Regions from separate parts of the Mus musculus genome. Here region 1 is linked to region 2. A link is a contact called in public HiChIP or PLAC-seq data. All regions are on one chromosome and are shown on one strand. The core of a region is the stretch at or near the end of the contact, and the rest is flanking DNA. Distances in the headings are between cores, read along the strand shown. Region 1 has its middle 55 kb from the start of Ugp2. Region 2 has its middle 75 kb from the start of Gm32142.

The links. HiChIP or PLAC-seq counts read pairs in DNA pulled down with a chosen protein or histone mark.
Region 1: an H3K4me3 HiChIP or PLAC-seq map of bone marrow-derived macrophages shows a contact between it and region 2, with 4 times the contacts expected there. The contact joins two enhancer-like sites. A contact is called at or near these places in 2 of 115 datasets of contacts at active chromatin or transcription factors (bone marrow-derived macrophages and large pre-B cells).

Annotation. Positions count from the first base shown.
Region 1 is chr11:21,423,451-21,427,048 of GRCm38.p6, forward strand. No RefSeq gene overlaps it. Among named protein-coding and RNA genes, the nearest start is that of Ugp2, 55 kb to the left of the region's middle. Within about 2 kb of position 2,236, at least 61 of the 459 cell types and tissues checked have an H3K27ac peak or open chromatin away from gene starts, as enhancers often do. A contact at or near this core is called in bone marrow-derived macrophages, where this site is marked.
Region 2 is chr11:20,551,119-20,554,981 of GRCm38.p6, forward strand. It overlaps a transcript of Sertad2 not described here. Among named protein-coding and RNA genes, the nearest start is that of Gm32142, 75 kb to the left of the region's middle. Within about 2 kb of position 1,838, at least 70 of the 459 cell types and tissues checked have an H3K27ac peak or open chromatin away from gene starts, as enhancers often do. A contact at or near this core is called in bone marrow-derived macrophages, where this site is marked.

The DNA of each region.
Region 1 (3,598 bases), core at 986-3,485, 870 kb after region 2:
CTTCAAACCTTTTCCAAACAGGAGTTTGTCTATGGCCCACCACACAGCAGTGACTGTTGTTAGAACCAGATGTGTGGAGAAGTCATATGTGGGTTTTTTACATGGTTTTTTTTTTTTTTTTCAGTTTTAACCAGGGAGGCTGATACCCTCCAAGGCAAAAATTAGAAAATAGCAACCTACTTCAAGGAAAGTTTAAACGTCAAACGTTCTTGATCAACTCTCATTTTTGTATAAAATGTGCCTTTACCTGCACACATCATCAGAAAGATTGACAGATGGAAAAGCTCCGTAAAAGGCTTCCGACTCCTGGCACCTGGCTGCTGGCACCTGGCTCACACCTTGTGTGCACTTCCCTCTTGGCAAGCAACGGAAACCATTTCTGTAGGCTCCCCCTTTTCATAGAAATTTATTGCAAATTTCTGCCTTATTTTTCTTTCTTAGGCAGGTTCTCATTATGTAGCCCTGGGTGGCTTGGGATTGTAGATGTGTACCATGTGGCTTTGTTTTGTAATTTTTAGTAGCAAAATATGTAAAGACTTCTCCTCTTTCTTCTACCATTTCAGTAATCTACTTTAAAATTACAGAACTGAAAAAGTTTTCCCCAACTGTCATTAAAAGCAGTGACAATTAAAGAATATGTGATAAGATACTATTTTAAAAAATGAGCATTCAGGCTGGAGAGATGGATCAACAGTTAAGCACACTGGTTGCTCTTCCAGAGTTCCTGAGTTCAATTCCCAGCAACCACATGGTGACTCACAACCATCTGTAATGGGATCTGATACCCTCTTCTGACACGCAGATGTACATGCAGATAGAGCACTCATATACCTAAAATAAATAAATAGAATAAATCTTAAAATTTTTTTAGCATTCATTCATTCATTCATTCATTATCAGAGTACCCAGTTCAGAGGCCTAATAAAAAAATTAAAGAGCATAGTGTTGGGTTATATATTTAGATCTTACAGAAGTTGAATCTCAAGTTCTATCAATCTCTAAATCATGTAACAGAAGAGTTCCTTGTTTTAACAGCTAACCTTGTTGGTTTCTGTTAGCATTTTGTCTAGGCTCCACCCCTTAGTTACCAGGCCACAACTAGGTTCCCCCCCCTCTTTCTTGCTCTCTTGTTCCTGTTCTGTCCCCAGTTCCCCCTCTCTCTCCACATACTCATGGCTGGCCTTTACTCCTCTTCTCTCTCTCTCTCTCTCTCTCTCTCTCTCTCTCTCTCTCTCTCTCTCTCTCTCTGCCTTTCTCTGTGTCTACTACTCTCTACTACCCCATACCCTGTGGCTGGTCTCTCAGGGGGAAGGGATGCCTCAGCATGGGTCCTCAGAGGCACCCCTTTCCCTTATACCTGACTGCATATCCACCAAAAATATTATTCTCTCCTTATCCACACAGAAGTGGCAAACCCTGTTGAGACCCATGATCTTAAGTATAAAATGTATTTTAACGGCAACCAGCCAATGAGGTGCCGAGATGCATGTCAGAATAGGATGCTGATGGAGGCACAGGAAATCCTAAGAATGTTTGGGTGCCATCTCCATTTAACAAATGAGTAGGAGAGCAACCTACTGACCTCAACTGTAATCATGTCAGGATGTTTCTATGAATCTGCTGCAGGAAAATGTGATTGGCCTCTGGCGTCCACGGGTTCAGGGTACTAAGCTAGAGTTTACACCTGTATCCTCTGGATAGTCCTAAGGCCTGGGCCATGTAACAAAGGTCCTTCTTGCCAGACAGGAGTGTTCTTTAGCAAAGATTGTTTTAAGAAAAACGGTTTGTTTGTTTGTTTGTTTTGTTTTTTTGGTATTTTGGATTTTGGTTTTACTTTCTGTAGGATGGTTAGAAGGACCATCATGCTTTCTCTATTCTTCTAAGCAGCCATAGCATTACCTCTCCCCTCCCTTGTCAGCCAAAGAGAAATAATTACTCCGCAAATCCTATAAAAAAAAATCCTGCCAGCTGTAACTGGCTAGTGGGTAGAAAGCCCCAGTTTCTTAGTGAAAACTCCAATTGAACACCACGTGGGCATACAGAGACCACCACGTCCCTTTTGTCATTCTCTGCTAGTTCTAGTATGCCCAACAGGATGGCAAAGTCCTGACTGCACATCAGCGATGAGAAAACGTAGTTCTTCTGGAGATTCATCAACAGTCATATCATTGGCTCTAGGCAGAATGTGCTCAGCGTTGTCACTGAAGAGGCAGCCGCAATAGTTCCTCTTGGCAAACTCCAGTGCCAGCTTTATGGTTCTGCCAAGTTCTGTGGTAAACACTGGAGCAAAGTCCCATGGGTGGGAGAGGAAAATGCCCCATGTGTCTCCCAGAAGCTGTAGAGACATGGCAGCCTGGAGGCATCTCTCATGAAGGGATTGCATTAGACACAGCTCTGTGGAGACATCACAAGGAGAGTGGTTTCTATACTCTCCACCCCAAAGTCAGAGAAATGCACTGTCACTTCTGAGTTCATCAAATCCTTGTTTCTCAGAGAAACCCTTCCTCTTCCTCTTCCTGCTCTTGTTCCTCCTCCCAGCCACTCCCCCTCTTTTGGTGTTTTGAGACATGCTAATCATGTGTCCCAGGCTCACCTCAAATCTGCTATGTAGCTGTGCATGTCCTTGAAGTTCTGACCTTCCTGTCTTGTCACCTGGATCTAAAACATCTTCTGAAGAAGTGCTGTCACCTTGCGAGTGTCTTCTTTCAGTGCCCCTCTTAGTTCATGTACTGAAGCACATCATCGCCATCATATGTTAAGTCTCTCTCCTCAGGAGAGGGAAGATAGCAGCTCACCACACCATAGCACATCTCTCAAATACAGGCACTGAATTCCAACCATTGCTTCTCTTCTCCCTCCCACAACCTCAGCCCTTACTGGTCTTCGTTCCCAAAGCCCGAATTATTGTTATTGGTTTTCTGCTTTTGTAATGAATGAAAATCTTGTCACCCTTTGGCCCTGAGAAGTAGAAAATTCGTAGTTTTAATTTTACATTAAGAAATTAAATACAGGACAGGCAAGATAGCTCAGCCGACAAAGGGCATTGCTGCTAGGCTGGAAGGAGAGAGTAGGCTTCTACATATCGTTCTATGACCTCCACTAGCCTATTATGGCATGCATGTGTGCATATGAGTGGTTTTGCACACACACACATACATAGAGAGAGAGAGAGAGAGAGAGAGAGAGAGAGAGAGTAAATGTAATTTCAAAGAATTTAAATTCAAACAGACATATGAACAGACATGGATTAGTTTTGTTCTGCAGACCACCATTTTCATGACTTCTTTTCTTAAAGGGCAGTACAGCACTTTTCTATGGAAAGTACATTTTTGTGTGTGAAGCATGAAAAATTTTAATCTTGAGCTCTATAGCTGTCAGAGAAATGAATGGCTGTTCTGTTTTGAAATGGAACTCAACAAATAGAAGGACTGGGTATACCTCCTCTCCTGTTGGACTCCTCTTTGTGAGTCTGGTGTCTAGGCAGCTGGAATAATTTCTCTTTGGGATCTGGTGCAAACTGTGGATTTTATGCCTAAGTCTGAAAGTCCTCCTGCTTAGGACTGGAAGGTGTTCTGTATACCCAGAACTCAATGCAGAG
Region 2 (3,863 bases), core at 588-3,087:
ACATGGCTCAAAGTACTCGAGAGAGACGGCAACAGAAAAAATATTAACATCTTTATTATTTACTGAATATTTTTGGGGGGTGTGTGTGTGGTACAGCCTTTTTTTTCCCCCTCTGTTGATGTCACTGTAAAGTGTCTCAGACATGGACTTTGTTTTGCTCCATGCCAAGTGATTGCTGAATTTATAAGGAGCTTTCTTTTCTAAGTGGTGACTGTCCCAACCACATTGAGGGCGACTTTCCTGAGAAAGTCACAGCACGGGAAGCAACAGCTCCTTTTGTTTTGTTTTTAAACTCTTGAAATGGTGTTGGGACATCAGACCTCAGCCACAGTGAAGTTTTCCAGACTCACGTTGTTGCATGATTAATGTCCCTGTTGAAGTCATATCGGCATTACTGTCTTCATTGGCTTTAATTCAAATGAAATGTCCCCTTTGGGTTAACTGTTGTTTGGATTTTTTTTACCTAGAAAAATCAGAACATAAAAGTGAATGCTTTTTTCTTTCTTTGTGATGCTGAAAACCAGCCCATAAGCATAAACAGCAGATGCCCTACCACCGAGCTATACCTCCAGACCCAAATATGTATTTCAAAGTACTATGTCCATAAAAATCTTGTGAGGAAAAAAAAAAAAATCCCAAGGACCACAGTCTTTGACTTGGTAGGAATATTTACTGATTTCTCAAACTTCTTGACATTATTCAGACATCACAAGTCAGAAGTCCTTAGTCCCATTAAATAAAATAAATAGGTCTTCCTTTTGAGACTGGATCTCAAACACATTATGTTGCCCAGGCTGGCCTTGAACTTGCTTTTAGTCAGGCTGACCTGGGACTCCTGTGTCAACCCTCTCAGTGAATGCAGGAATCACAGATGTGCACCAGCAAGACTGCCTGGCTCTGACTTAGAAAACAGTCTGTTGCTATTTTTAAAATGTAATTTAATTCATCTTTAACTTAATTTAATTTTATGTGTATAGGCATTTTGTCTGCATGTCCATCTGTGCAGCCTGAATGTCTGGTGCCTGTGGAAGCCATAAGAAAGCATCAAATCCTTTGGAGTTGGAGTTATAGGTGGTTGTGAGCCACCCTGTCAGTGCTGCGGATTTGACACAGGTCCTCTGGAAGAGCAACCAGTGCTCTTAACTGCTGAGTCATCTTTCTAGTTCCTGTTGTACATTTTATTTAATGCAAATAAAATTAGACACATTGTATTCTGGAGTCCCTAATGTGGACCAGCTAGGCAGGGTGGGGTTGCAGAGCGGAAAGGACAGGCATATTCCCACTCTAGAACAGGTTCCAGAGGGTTTGGGGGAAGTCAGAGCTTGGTAGCAGCCACAATTAACCTTTGCACACTGATGCAATGATAACAGGAAAGAATCTTAATGTAGATTTCATGTCCTTTGTTTTTGTATAAAGAGAATCCCGATTCCGACCACAAAATCCATTTGAGTAAGCAATTTGTATTTGAATTTGAGTTGGGACTTCAAAACATAACAATGTCAGTTTCTCCCAGAAATCATGAATCTTCCTTATTTATTAACCCTGGAAAACTTTATGATGACCATGGTCTGGAGTGTTTCCTAGATTTTTTTTTTTAATTGGACTTTTTAAGTTGTTTTCTCCTGTCCCTTTGTTTCCTTTGTGACCAAGCCAAAAATTAAAAAAATAAAAATAAAAATTGGTAACAATGAATGTTTCACAATGGGAATGTAGCCACTTAGTTGTCCCAGCAATATTAAACAGTTAACAAGAGAACCTTGAGTTTGCTTTGCCTGCTTACAGTGGGAGCTAAGGCTGCAGTCTCAGTGACTGCAGTTTTGTCATTTCCTGCACAAATGAAACTGATAGTGTCAGTTTCATCTCGAATAACAAAGTGAATATATCTATGTTCTATAAAGTAGCATTACATGCAGTGATCATCGTGAGTTAGTTTCATGTTTATGAATATTTAGTATTTGTCCTAGGTTCTTGGGAGTATAGTAAGACACAGCGTCTTCCCAGTGATGCCTATAGTGCACTAGAGACAAAAGAGCCCTGCAATGAAATTAGTCCTTTATGTTTGGCCGTATGTGACGTAGCATAGTGCAAAGTCTGGTTGGTGTGTGCTGCAGCGGTAACACAAGTCCTAGATCAAAGGGACCCGCCCTCTAGAAGTTCTGGGTAGCCTTCTCTGGAATCCAGCCTTCCTTTAAGTCTAAGTAACATTGGTTAGAAGGCTTTTGTGTCTTGAACAAAGAATAGTTTCTTCTGCAGCTACCACACAGACTCTCAGTAGGGAAGCAGTGAAAAATGGAGCAGGCCTCACTGTCCCCAAGGGAAGCAGAAATTGCACCTGTGAACAGAGGTTTTAGACACAGTTTGAATGTATTTTAGGTTCCTGAGTCAAAAGTAAATACATGAAAGGCCCGAGGCTGGGAACCCTTGAAACATCAGTGAAGGTGCTGTAGTCAAGGGGAGTTCCCTGAAGAAGGGTGAACAGGCAGCCTTTTGCCAGCTACTAAAGTGCCTTCTCTCCAGCTTTGCCTAGAATAGTCCTGTCTGCCAGGTGGGTATGTCTACACCTAATTTGGCTAACTTAAGAAGTCTGAGTATATTGCTATAATTTATAAGTAATCTTTCTAAATTATTTTGCTTTGAAATTTAGCAGACAGGCCTGTTACTTTTTTTTTTTTAACGTTGTTATTTAGTGCTGGAACTGGACCGAAGGCCTTATGCATGCTAGGCAAGCACTTCCACCCAGCAGGGTTCTAGCCTTCGATTTAAATTCAAACACAATACTGTGTGAACCGTGGGTTTGTTGAATTTTTTTCTGAGTGTTTTGAAATGCTAACATTATTTTTAGATCACATATGTTTCTTTATTTGGAACTATGTCTAAGATAGGATAATATAATGCATTCCTGTCTCTTAGATTTAAATTTGGGGATAAAAGTACAAAATCTCACAGTTTATCTGTTAATGAAAGTTTTTAGACACTTTTGTGGAGACTTAAAATAACCCTTAAAGAGTTTCTCTTCCTGCAGAGTTTATTGTCCCTCTTATGTCTGATTGAAACCCCCCATCTAGAATAGTTATGTGCATTATCTGTTGTAAATGAATTCAAGGATGTGTGTGTGTGCACAGTGTGTAGCCTAACATGATGTTGTATGATGGCTGTAATCCTAGCACTTAGGAGGTGAAGGCAGAAGGATCAGGAGTTCGAAGCCATCCTCAGTTACATAGTGAGTTTGAGACTAGCCTGGACTGTGTGAAGCACTGTTTCAATACCAAAAGCAACAAGCTGCCATGGGGGTCAGTAGTAGAACATGTGCCTAGCATGTGTGAAGTCCTGGGTTGGATCCCCGGCAGTACCCATCTCTAAAGACAGAGAGACTGGCCAGGGAGGGAGGGAGGGAGAAGGGAGAGAGTGAGCTTGAGAGAGAGGGAGTTTACCAAATTGATTCCCATGGTCCATGCCTGTAATCCATGTTACTTGAATGTCTGAGATGAGAGGATTGAGTTAAAAAAAAAAAAAAACAACAACCTAGGAAAGACAGCAGACACCCTATATCGAAATAAACATTTCCAAATTCAGTATTTTAAAAACATGTTCTAAATGTATAATCAATAAAACCGTTTTTAAAGCCACCTAGGTTGTAAGGTACATTTTTATGACAATCTCTATTATCAGAATTTTTGTTCTGTTTCTTTCCTTCCCTAACAAGATCTCATTGCTTCTCACTCTTTTGGCTAAGATCAAGTGAGGAGATAGGGTCTTACTGTATATAGCCCAGGCTGTCCTGGGACTCAGTATGTAGCCCAGGCTAGCCTTGAGTTCTAGGTGTCCTCCTTCCTTAGCTTCCCAAGTGCTGGGTAACATGAGAA